Linked DNA regions of Mus musculus: regions 2, 3 and 4 are each linked to region 1. Evidence: chromatin contacts called from public HiChIP or PLAC-seq and promoter capture Hi-C data. All regions are on one chromosome and are shown on one strand. Each heading gives the region's core, a stretch centred on a gene start, on an enhancer-like site or on the middle of the called end of the contact. The rest is flanking DNA. Distances are from core to core; before and after follow the strand shown. Region 1 holds the start of Fndc5 (fibronectin type III domain containing 5). Region 2 holds the start of Fam167b (family with sequence similarity 167, member B). Region 3 holds the start of Zfp362 (zinc finger protein 362). Region 4 has its middle 9.5 kb from the start of Fam229a.

What was found. Promoter capture Hi-C pulls out the DNA fragments that hold promoters and counts their contacts. HiChIP or PLAC-seq counts read pairs in DNA pulled down with a chosen protein or histone mark.
Region 2: a promoter capture Hi-C map of liver shows a contact between it and region 1, with 2.4 times the contacts expected there. The contact joins the promoter of Fam167b here to the promoter of Fndc5 in region 1. A contact is called at or near these places in 3 of 39 promoter capture datasets (hematopoietic stem and progenitor cells and liver) and 1 of 115 datasets of contacts at active chromatin or transcription factors (memory CD8 T cells).
Region 3: a contact with region 1 is called in an H3K27ac HiChIP or PLAC-seq map of embryonic stem cells, with 5 read pairs. The contact joins the promoter of Zfp362 here to the promoter of Fndc5 in region 1. A contact is called at or near these places in 4 of 39 promoter capture datasets (cranial neural crest, embryonic stem cells, hippocampal neurons and 1 more), 7 of 115 datasets of contacts at active chromatin or transcription factors (T-cell acute lymphoblastic leukemia, craniofacial prominence, embryonic stem cells and 1 more) and 2 of 9 other capture datasets (adipose tissue and embryonic stem cells).
Region 4: a contact with region 1 is called in a promoter capture Hi-C map of liver, with 2.2 times the contacts expected there. The contact joins the enhancer-like site here to the promoter of Fndc5 in region 1. A contact is called at or near these places in 10 of 39 promoter capture datasets (the 3T3-L1 cell line, cranial neural crest, embryonic stem cells and 4 more) and 1 of 9 other capture datasets (adipose tissue).

What each region holds. Positions count from the first base shown.
Region 1 is chr4:129,135,650-129,138,473 of GRCm38.p6, reverse strand. It overlaps Fndc5 (fibronectin type III domain containing 5), which reads right to left and starts at 1,475. Exons shown (of 6, transcript NM_027402.4): 1 at 1,311-1,475. The coding sequence starts at 1,395.
Region 2 is chr4:129,577,308-129,580,210 of GRCm38.p6, reverse strand. Fam167b (family with sequence similarity 167, member B) reads left to right here and starts at 1,631. Exons shown (of 2, transcript NM_182783.2): 1 at 1,631-2,093. The coding sequence starts at 1,836.
Region 3 is chr4:128,804,592-128,807,459 of GRCm38.p6, reverse strand. It overlaps Zfp362 (zinc finger protein 362), which reads left to right and starts at 1,348. Exons shown (of 9, transcript NM_001081098.1): 1 at 1,348-1,448.
Region 4 is chr4:129,499,242-129,502,148 of GRCm38.p6, reverse strand. No RefSeq gene overlaps it. Among named protein-coding and RNA genes, the nearest start is that of Fam229a, 9.5 kb to the right of the region's middle. Within about 2 kb of position 1,263, at least 310 of the 459 cell types and tissues checked have an H3K27ac peak or open chromatin away from gene starts, as enhancers often do. A contact at or near this core is called in adipose tissue, embryonic stem cells, liver and 2 more, where this site is marked.

The DNA.
Region 1 (2,824 bases), core at 226-2,725:
CAAGGGTCCTAAAATAAAATTGGTGGACCTGGGCTTGAACCAAGGCGAGAGCTAGTGGATAGGTGGTTGGGCACCGAGCGAGGAATAGCTGAATGGAGTTCAGGAGCTGATTAGCTTGAGAAAAAGCAGCCACAAGGACTCCTAGTCCATTGCACTTTCTATAGCCTCATGTTGTCAAGTGAGTGACCTTGAGGGAAGGAGACAGACCCTGAGATGAAGAGCCAGGAGGGGCTGAGCCCTGGCATGGAGCTGAGGGGCAACCTCACATGGTAAGCTGGGCAGAGGGCGCCTAAGGGGAAGGGTCTATGTGAGCCTCTCCATACTCTGTGGGTCCTCACGTGCGAGGAATAGAGGAAGTTAGAGAAGAGGGGACATTCAGAACAGGGTCCCTTGGTGGAGAGACACCAAGATAGCGCAAGGCCTTCTGGGTGAAGGAAGATGGTGAATGGGGAAAACGTCAGAGATAAGTGGGAGAGCAGTAGAGGAGCAGGGCAGAAAGGACCTTCCAGGAGAGGGGAGTAGAGTCACACGGGGTTATATCATGCAAGAGGGCAGGGGCTGTGATTAGAAGCCCTGGCCCTGAGCAGTAGCCCCATACCCCTCAGACAAGTGGACTCAAGGCTTCAGGATTATGCCAGACATTCAGATGGAAAGGGACAGAAGGACACAGACAGGTGGCTGAGGTCACAGAACCAGAGAGCAGACAAGTGGAACATTGGAGACAGGCAAGGAGACAGAAGCAGGGCGAGAAAGAGAGGGAGGCAGCAACAGCTGCCAGGAGGGACAGGATTGGGGTGATCTAGGGAGGCAGAGCCCCATGGGGTGGGCCAGACACTAACTGCAGCAGGGTTTGCGCCCCCCGCCCCCGCCCACGGTCCCCGCAAACACCCTTCAACCTCAGGTTACAGTTCTCTTCATAGTCGTTCCTGCGCAGCTAGCTGCCTATGGGTCCCTGAGAGATCTTTGGGGATACAGAGGGAGGCCCAAGGTGGGGCACTAGTGTCCTCAGCTGCTCTCAGGGCCAGAAAAGGTGGCTGAGGCAAAGACTCAGGGTTAGGGGATGACCTGAAGGGACCAGGAGCCGCAAGAGCTTTAAAAACTCAGGGCTGAGGTGACTGGCAGAGGTTTGGAAGCTGAAGGACGGGTTTAGGGGTCAAGAAGGTTCGGAGGCGCTAGGGTCAGGTTAGGAGAGTAGGGACCAGGTGACACAGGAGGTCCTCAGGGAGCAGGAAGGGAACCGAGGACTTCCCGGTGGCGGCGTGGGAGGGGAAGCTGTTCCCTCCCTCGTCCCCCTCCCCAGGCCCCCTTACCCGCCTGCACCAGCGCGAAGCAGACGCAGCCTAGCCACAGGCGGAGCGCGGCGCGGGGCGGCCAGGCGCACGGCCCTGGGGGCATGGCGACTCCTGGGCCCGGTGACCGCTCGCACTCACGCTCCAGCCCGCGGCCCTCCCGGCCCGGCCGCCCCGCGCCGCCCCGCGCCGCCTGCATATCGGCTCCGCGGACAGCGACTCCCGCGCGGCGGCGGCGGTGGTGGCGGCGGCGGTGGTGGCGGCGGCGGCGGCAGCGGCCGCGTCCACGTCGGGCGCCTGGGGGGCGGGGCGCCCCCGCTGCGGGGAGAGGGCGGGGGCGGGGTGAGGACCGAGGGCGCCCCCACTCCTGTCCCCGCTCTTCACTCTGTGGGCTCCCGGGAAGCCAGGGGCTTTGGGGACCCCGCGGCTCACGCTCTCTGACCGATGCAGGACCCGTAGCACCGTGCCGCGGTCAGTCCCAGCCTTAACCCTGACCTGGCCCCGGTCCCGCTCTTCCTTAGGGAAGAGGGAGGGCAAGTGCTTGGGAGATGCCCATCTGTACCCCATCTCTCACTCCAGCCCACACCCCAGGCACACACACACACACACACACACACACACGAGCTGTAGAGTGTAAGGGGGGTACAGACTCGGTACTCTGGGGAATGTGTGTACTGGGGCCGAAGAGGCTCTCCTCTGACTCCCTGGAGGTCTAGCTGAGACCTCAGACCAGTCCTTTCTTTTTCTTGTGCCTATTTTTAATCCCCTCGAGAGCACTGCGAATATCTGTCAGGCGCAGACACTCTGTAGGCCTTGGCTGGGTTTGGGACTTGGTTCTCTCTGCAGCCCCTTCAGGTCCACTCTGCTGCGGGGCGTCTCATGTAGGTGGATACTGCAGTTTGGTAACTTGTTTTGTCCAAGGACCCACCACGGGCAGGATTTGAATCCAAGGTGGGCTCAACTTCACACACTCCTCACCCAGAGTGACTTCAACACTCCAGCATCTAGAATCTCTCTCTCTCTCTAAAACTGGCACATTCTAGATTATTAAAAGAACAATCTGGAACCGTGTTTCTCCAAGATCAGAGGGCTGTGGTTTCTGGACGCTCTCGGGACCACTATATCCATTCTGACCTGACTGAGCAGTGATTTAGCTAATGGCTCTAAAGTGGTAGGGGCTGGAAGATGTGGCAGATAGCTCCAGCTAATTAGCACACGTTGATAACCCTTTTTTTCCATCACCTTGGGAACAGCCAGGTGCCAGCCTGTCCTCACACACCCTTCTGGCTACTCCTTTGATGGCCTTAGAGGCAGAGAGGAGCCTCCACCCCACATTTACTGTCCTGCCCTAAGGAGAATCCCTATAGGACAGCAGAAGGCTCCCCAGCCTCAGCCTCTTACTTTCTTGGGCTGGAGTCGCAGTCAGAGAGCCAAGGTTAAGGAGTGAGGTTAGACCAGAGAGGCATCTCACAGAAGCCTCTAAGATCTTCCATCCTATCCCTAGACTTTAGATGAAGAAGAAACTGAATCACAGA
Region 2 (2,903 bases), core at 382-2,881, 440 kb before region 1:
CGCAGAGGAGGCAATCCAGGCCGCACCCCCTTATGGAGAAGCACTATTTGACCTTAGTGCTGTTTCATTGGCTATTCAGGAGAATTTACCAAACTACATATTTAGATGTGTACGTTTCTGTTTTTGTCTCCTCCTCTGCTTCCTCCCCTTCCTTCTCTTCTTCCCTTTCCTCTTTCTCCCCCTCCTCCTCTTCCTTGGTTTGTTTTGTTTTTGAGTCATGGTCTCCTGTATTCCAGGCTGACTTTAAGTTTGCCTGGAAGAAACTTCAGCTGTGTCACCACACTTGGGTCCCGTTAGGTTTTGGGTTGGTTGCTTTTTGTCTCCCCTGTGAGTCAAGGAGCACTGGAGAGAATGCAAACTCCACTTGGGCTGCCACTGCTCCTCTGCTGGCTCTATTTCTCTTCTCCTTCTCTCCTCCTCCCCCTCCCCCTCCCCCTCTCCCTCCTCTCCCTCCTCCCCCTTCTCCTCTTCCTCCTCTTCTCCTTCTTTCTTTTCTTTTTTTTTTTTTAAGACAGGATTTCTCTGCATAGCCCTGGCTGTCCTGGAACTCACTTTGTAGACCAGGCTGGCCTTGAACTCAGAAATCCACCTGCCTCAGCCTCCTTTAGTGCTGGGACTAAAGGCGTGTGCCACCACGCCTGGCTTTCAATTTTTTATTAGATATTTTCTTCATTTACATTTCAAATGCTATCCTGAAAGTCCCCTATCCCCCCCCCCCGCTCTTCTCCTTCTTCCTCTCTCTCTCTCTCCCTCTCTCTCTCTCTCTCTCTCTCTTTCCCTACCCCTCCACTCTCTCCCTAATTGCTGGTGCAAACCCTAACCCTTGAGCACACTAGGAAAGGTTTTACTACTGAGCGGAATCCCAGCCCTGCTCTTGTTGCTGAGAGCAATACAGAGGTTTAGAGACACCTGAGAAACATCTGGGTGGTGGTGGCACACACCTTTAATCTCAGCACTCAGGAAGCAGAGGCAGGCGGATCTCTGTGAGTTTGAAGCCAGCTTGGCCCACAGAGCAAGTTCCAAGCCAGCCAAAGCTACAAAGAGAAACCTTCTCTCAAAAAAAGAAAACAGAAAAGAAAAGAGGAGAGAGGAAGAGAAAGAGGCAGAGGCAAATTTCTGTTGAAGCTTATCCTGGTCTACATAGGTCTACATAGTAAGCCTGCACATTGTTCTAGGCCGGCCATCATTAGAGATGAGATGAACTCCTTCAGTCAGAGCTTTTTCAGTGATTGCCAACAGAACCTAAGGGCCGTTGGAGTAAGACTTGGTGTCACCGACCTGTCACAACAGAGGCTCAAGAAGTGACTGAGCTACCTAAAGTCCCCTCAAAGTAGCACCAGGGCCCAGGGCTCCTGACTCCCAGGCTAGGCAGCTGGACCCTATTGCCTTGCAGAAGGGCTAGCTCTGTAAAGAGGAAAGAGCACCAGCCAGTCAGCTGTCTCTTCCCCTTGACTCCTCTGACTTGGGTCTTGGGAGGAGGGCCAAGCCGGCTGTGGACGATGCTTTTCTTATCCTGCTGCAACTTCCTTTCTGGGAACCAGGAACCTGAATCTGGGCAAAGACAATAAAATTCATCTGAAGGGCTCCTCCTGCCCCCACCCGGATGGGCATCACGTGGCCCCTAGTTAGCAAACCAGGAAAATTCCATCTCTTGCACACTTAGCCTCACATACCCATCTGCTCACTCAGCCTGGCACACTTAGCGTCCCTCACCCACCTTCTCAATTCAGCACACACTCTTGGCACATTCTTTTCAACCTCATCTTCTTTCACTTCTCACACGGCCAAATAGCCAGCCTTTCCCTTACTGTCCCGTTGGTCACCACAGACCTACCATGTCCCTAGGGCCGCTGAAATTCCAGGCAGTGGGAGAGAAGGGTGAGGAGGATGAGGAAGAGAGCTTAGATTCTCTGAAGGCCCTGACTGCCAAGCTTCAACTGCAGACCCGACGGCCCTCATACCTCGAGTGGACTGCCAGAGTCCAGAGCCGGGCTTGGTACAGAGCCCAAGCTAGACCTGAGCCAGTCGGACCCGGGGCCATCTGTGGCTTTGACTCCATGGATTCTGCGCTTGAGTGGCTCAGACGGGAGCTGGTGAGTCTGGTGGGTTAGATGGACTTGCATGGGGTCTTTGAGCCAGTCCCTCTAAAGGCCCAAATCTGTGAGGTTGGAAGGAGATGAGAACAAACCAATGTCCACAGTAGTTCCTCAGTGCTGTGCCCTAGGACAACGGAACCAGGAATTCAGTTGCTCGCTATCTTATTTGCAGAGCCAAATCTGGAGAAGTAGACCGTAGAGCACAGGTTCTCAATCTGTGGGTCTCGACCCCTTTGGGCATCCAAAAGCACTTTTAGACAGGTTGCATATCAGATATCCAGTATATCAGATATTTATATTTAAAATTATTTAAAAGTCGTAGCAGTGGCAAGATTACGGTTACAAAGTAGCAATGAAAATAATTTTATGCTTGGGAGTCATCACAGCATGAGGAAATGAGCTGTATTAACGGGTCCCAGCATTAGGAAGGCTGAGAACCACTGCCCTAAAGAGAAGAGACAGTCAAGTAAAAAGCAGAAACCGACCCTGCTGTCAGTTATAATCTGAGGAGGGCAGAGTTGAATATTAGCTGTCAGCCCACCATGTGCAAACATAAGGATGTCCAGTTCAGCTCAACGGGTCATCACAGTTAATTTGTGATGGCGTACCAGACGTCTATATTTGCATACTAACGGTTCCTTGGCTTGGCTTGAGAATCACCCATCCGGAAAAAGATCTGCGAGACCGAGGCGGATGAAGTTAGGTGAGAAGGGGATTGCGAGCTGGACTATGCAAAGAGTATTCCCAGAAATGGACCGGCGGCTGGGCTGGTGAGCCCGGAGGCTAATCTAGCAAATTTACGCCCCC
Region 3 (2,868 bases), core at 99-2,598, 330 kb after region 1:
TTGTGCCTCTGCCCTATGCCCGGAATTGTGTGCTTGATGCTTTGAGAAGGAACCAACGACCTCCGTGGGTCCCACCCTCCAGCTTCCCCAATGTGTGACATCCTGTGCTAAACTGGAATCCTCACGAGGACAGCGACTTTGTCCACACTTTTTAGAACTGTGTTCCCAGCCAACTAGCGCACGTGCCTATGAACTTATACTTCCCAGAAAGCAGGATGGTTTTTTGTGTCCTTCCTTCTCTGGGATGCTTAGGACGGCAGAGGCAGCCCTGATCCTCTAGGCCTGCAGGTGGACAGCAGAGTGTGCCACAGAAATCTAAGCGGGTTCGGAATCGGGAATGCCTGCCTCCTCAGGTAGAAGTGAAGTTTAGAAGTTGACACAGCCCGCGAGGCCGAATCAAGAGGACTTGGTGACTGATTGGCTGGGGAGGGTGAGGCGGGAGGAGGAGTCGCGCAGATGGCTCTGAGGTCTGGAGCTGGGGGGACAGGCGGTGCCACCTCTGATAGACTTTCTAGAAGTGCTGTCAGCTCCTGGTCGCCCCACCGCTGAGACTCAGGCCTAGGGTTGGGAAGCGGTGTCCTGGCTTGTGCAAACTTCTGCACCCCACCCCGCCCCCACGTCCTTTCTTCAGAAATAAATAACCAAAATCTTAGCAGGGATCTTGAGCCTGGCCGTTTGTCACCGGGTGTGTGTGTGGGGGGGGGGGGGAGCACCGTGGGGGTCTGCACCAGCTTGCGATTTCCCAAGGAGGGACACCCCCACCCCTCCCGAGAGCAGCGTGACCAGCCAGTCCCGGGTCCCCAGGCCACCGCCACCCGGGAGCGGAGTCTGGGCGGGACAATGGCCGCGGCCGCCCGGGCCCCGGGAGCCCCCGTGCTGGGGAAGGGGCTGTCCTAGGGCCGGGCGCCGGTGCCCTCCCCGCGCGGCTCGGGCGGGCGGAGGGGGGCGCGGAGTTCCTTTGTGGCTCAGCCTCCGGCGCGGCGCGGCGCGGGCAGGGGGCGCCGCGCAACTTTCCTTGGCGGCGGCGGCGGCGAGCGCGAGACGAGGCCCCGGGGCCGAGCGGGGGCCCCCAGCGCGCGGCCCGTCCCCGCCCCGCCGGCCCCCTCCCCTCGCCGTCGCCAGCGCCGGGCGCTGCCCACTCGCCGGAGCCCCGGGGCCGGGCGGGCTGCGCAGCCGAGAGGCGGGGGGCCGGACGCGGCTCGCTCGCGGGGCCCAGCGCGCCGGGGCCGCGCGGCTGCACAGCCGGCCTCCGCCGCCGCGGCGCCTGCAGAACCCAGAAGTGAACAGCAGGCGACCCGGAAGGTTTGCGCGCCGCTCCGCACCGAGCCCCAGCCGCGCGCCGCCGCCACCGCCGCCACCGCCGAAGCCGGGAGCCCCCAGCCCGGCCCTACTCGGGCCGCCGGGCTCGGGGCTGCGGCCGCGTCCCGGAGCGCCGCCAGCACTGCCAGGTCCGTGCGGGCCCGGGGCGCGCGGGGGAGCGGGCCCGCCCGCGGGAAAGTTGCGCCGAGTTGCGGGGCGGGGGCCGGGCGGGCGCGAGCGCTGTCAGCGCGGGGCGGCCGCGCTGCGTGGGCCCGGGGGTCGCCGGTGCCTCGGGCCGGGCCCCGGGGCGGCCGTGGCTGCGGCGGCTGCGCGCGCGGGGTAGGCAGCGTCTCCCGCGGCGTGTCTGGGGTTCGTCTCCGAGTGTGTGCGTGTGTGTTTTCCTAAGCCGGGCTATTCAAACCTGCTGCAATTCTCCGGTAAACAATGATTCATGGGGCTTAATGCAAATAAACGGATTGCAAACGGCGCGGTTCGCGCACTTTGCAGCCGGCCCGGTGGAGCGGCCAGTGCCGGATTTCTCCGTTTTTTTGCAGATCTGCAGAATATGGCGTCCCTGTCCTGTTTTAAAAATAAGCCAGGCTGCCATTTTTGTTTTTCTTTTGTCTGAAGATTTTAATAAAACTGTCTGAGAATGTGGGAGAGGCGGCTGGAAGCAGAGGGGGCACCCGAAGGGTTGGCTTTTTTCCTTTTCTTTGGAGAGAGCCGGGAGCCTTTCGGGGAGGTGAGACACAATACAATTACACTTTAAAGGAAAAAATAAGGGGGAGAGAAGCTGCCGGGTGATTTGGGGGGAGGGGGCTGGGAATTTAAAGTTAACTCTGAAAGTTTTCTTTTCTTTCTTGCTTTTTTTTTTTTTTAAGATTTTTTTTTTCTTCCCCTGAGGGCCCTGAGATGCCGCGAAAGGATATGGGGGCCCATTTCTCTGTTTCTTCCCACCTAGCTAGTCGCCTTTGCAGGGTTTTTGGGAAAAGTTAACTGCCGGTTTCCCCAGAACTGCGTGGGTGGGGATGTCGTGTGTGTGTGTGTGTGTGTGTGTGTGTGTGTGTGTGTGTGTGTAGGGCTGAGGTGAGAGGTTTTGGGAGGAGTCGTTTGGACGAGGCTCTGTATCAAAGTGGTATTGTAAGGAACTATATTGTAGCCCCAGATTTGGGGGAGTTGGCTGGCTCTAGGGGCATAAAGTGGGCCCAGGGTTTGGAGCTAAGATCCCTGTCATGAGGACATGACCCTTCTTGCCACCCTGTCCTCCAGCAGTGTGGATCCTTTAGGAGCTGTGTGTGTGTTGGAGATGGAGGGAGGCTTGCCCCTTCATGGGTGGCCAGAGCCCCCTTGGTGGACAGGAAGTTTTGGTAGCCCCCTCTTGGGGCAAGTCTGGTTGATTGCAGTGGAAGAACCCCCTTCAGGTATGGGTGGTCTTCTTAGCCTCCAGAGATGGCCTCTGTTGATGAATGTCCTTAGTGGTGGGTTTTTAGCTGGGTACAGGCCTGCAGCTCCTGTGGGTCCCGATATACATAGGAGTAGCTGACTGCCTGGCCCTTGTGTTCTGGGCCT
Region 4 (2,907 bases), core at 14-2,513, 360 kb before region 1:
TGTGTGTCTGTGTGTATATTACTGGAATGAAGATGCCCTCAGAGGTCAGAAGAGTCACAAACATGCATAGTGAACTAAACTCAGGCTCTCTGGAAGAGCAGCAAACACTGTAGGCTGCTGAGCCATCTCTCCAGCCTGTTAACTGTTTTGTTGGTGGTGGTGTCGTCGTGTCGTGTCGTGTCCCCCCCCCCCACCCCCCAGAAAGGGTTTCTCTTTGTAGCCCTGGCTGTCCTGGAACTCACTCTGTAGACCAGGCTGGCCTCGAACTCAGAAATCCACCTGCCTCTGCCTCCCAAGTGCTGGGATTAAAGGTTGTGCACCACCATGCCCGGCTGTTAACTGTTTTGAGCTCCTTCTTTGGTGAATAGGCATCTCCCATCTCTCCTCCACCCTTGACTTGGTAGTATCCCACCTCTGTGCTTCCTTAAATGCTGTTTTTTTCTCTCTGCAATGCCCATCCTCATACCTTCCCAGAAAATTCCAATCTCCTTTCACAACCCAACCCAAACAGTACACTCCCCTTGTAGGCTTCCTCAGGAGAAAAGCACCCCTACCCAGGGGCAGTAATCCTAATTCACCTATGTTTGCCAACCTTTAAAAAGAAAGATACAAAAAGAAAAAAGAAAAAAGAAAAGAAAAACAAAGATACATTCGTGGGCAGGCAAGATAGCTCAGAGGGCATTTGCTAACAAGCCCTCCGACTTAAATTCAATCCCCAAAACCACCCAAATGGCGGAAGGATAGAAATGATTCCCGCGGGTTGTTCTCCGACCTCCCTACACAGGCTACATCTCACACCTACTCCTCCAAAAAAAAAAAAAAAAAAAAAAGGAAATTACTTTTTAAAACTCATGGAGTGGAGGTCAACGCTCCAGAGGCTGGATCTTTTTCTGGCTCCACGACCTTCCCCAACCCCCACCATGGCTCCTCCCAAGTTCCGCCCCTCACTCCCGCTTGGATGGGTGCGAAGAAACCGAGTTTCTTCCTTCAGGCTAGGAACTGGTAGTTAGTGTCAGGCCACTAGAGCTTCCACCCGAAGGGCCCTGTGCAGGGCAGTAAGGTGGGGGGACCTGGCTGTCCACGCCACGCCCCTTTACCCGAGGGAGGACAAGTACCCAGGTCCAGCCACGCCCTTCCACAGGGTTGGAATCCCCCGCAGGTCCTTCCCCTCCCCCTCGGGCCCCGCCCCCCGCCCCGAGGGTCCCGCCTCGCGTCCAGACCTCCGGACTTCCTCCAGGGCTCCGCCGGACCCGGGCCCGCCTCCCAATCGAGAACCCCGCCCCTCTCCCTCTGGCCACACCTTCTTTCCCCTAGAGCCCCTTCCTGTTGCCCGAACCACTTCTGAGTCTGGGTGCCTTAACCAGCGTTGGTCCTTTCACCGTCAGCAGGTCGCCAGGCCGGTGGCCCGGACAGAGCAGCTTCCTGCGCTCGGGCTAGCGACAGGCACTACCCAGCAGGCGGTGACGCTGCGGGCTCAGTAGTCTCCCCGGCTTCCGCGAGAGGCGGGCTCCAAAGAGGCCCAGCGGTGGTAGTCCTACAAGTACAGCTTCTGGTCCAGGCATTTCGGGATGGATCACTTCGGGAGATACAAGGGAGAAAGGAGTCGCCATGGGTTGAGGTCGCTGTGTTCGACCTAGAAAGATAGGCACCCGGAGAGGAATTGGAAACTCCGGCTTCCCCCACCCCCACTTGCCTCTTCCCAAGGACCTGGGCACCTTCCTCCAACCTCGAGACCTGCTGCCAGGTCAAGGTGTTTTATCCAGTGACATTCTCCTTCAGTGCTCACTGGGACAGAAAAAAGTTCACCAAGAAGTGAGCAGTCTCAATGAATAGCTTCATGTCCAGTCCTCTTGACCCGGGGTTGGACTATTTAATTAATACATGCGGTCTGAAAGCCCGTAGTACCCCCGGGCCCGTTGCTTTTAGCTGGAGACATCGGGTCAGGTGGCTGAGGGGGTTAGGGTAGGGTTGATCTTTGGTGGGCACCCCACCCCAACCCCCCACCAGAATCTTCAACTTTCCCCAAGATAGGCCCTCAGTCCCTTAGGCCCACGGCCTTTAGGAAGGGTGGAGTTGAGAGCAGGAAAGCCTGAAGAAAGACACACACACCCTACCTACGCAGAGGCCTTCAGCCTCTATTCCCACAACCCTGTCATTGTGTTTACAGGGGCCCACATCTCAGAGGCCTTCTCCGACCGTATAGTTCCAAACACATCCGACGCTGAAGAACAGAGAGACTCCATGATAATTCCCTTCTGTACCATTCTAAGTTTCAAATTTCTCTCATCTGCCGGCCCGTGATGGCACACGCCTTTAATGCCGGCACTCAGGGGCAGAGGCAGGCGGATCTTTAAGTTCGAGGCCAGCCTGGTCTACAGAGTGAGTTCCAGGAGAGCCAGGGCTACACAGGAAAACCCTGTCTTGGGGTGGGGGTGGGGACCCCAAACCCTCCATCTGTTCTAATTCACTCTTTTTTCTGAAGAATGCACTGAGGTTTGGGGAGGGATAGCAGAAGACAAAGGCTAGAACAAGTCTGTGTGCCCTTGACCTGGTTGAAGCACTGCGCTTAGGACTCTGAGCTCAGGCTGGGTCTGGCTTCCTGATCCGGAGATTCTGAGGACTGTCCGGGCCTAGCTCCCTTCTGCACACCGCCAATATGGACTATTTAACCCCTTGTGACTCACGCAGGCTTCAGAGGAGAGTGGGCAGCTCCTCTGAGCCCCCAGAGTCCAGCACAGGTCCCGACTTGCCCTCCCCTCACCCCAATTGCATAGCCAGATTTAGGGATCGCTTTTCTCTCCTTGGACTGCCTCCCTCTCCCAGTTCCTTCTTTGTTCCTTGGTTGAGCCTCTCCAAGATGGCTCCTTCCCATCAGCAAACAGGCTCTGGTCCTGCTTCTCTCTGAGG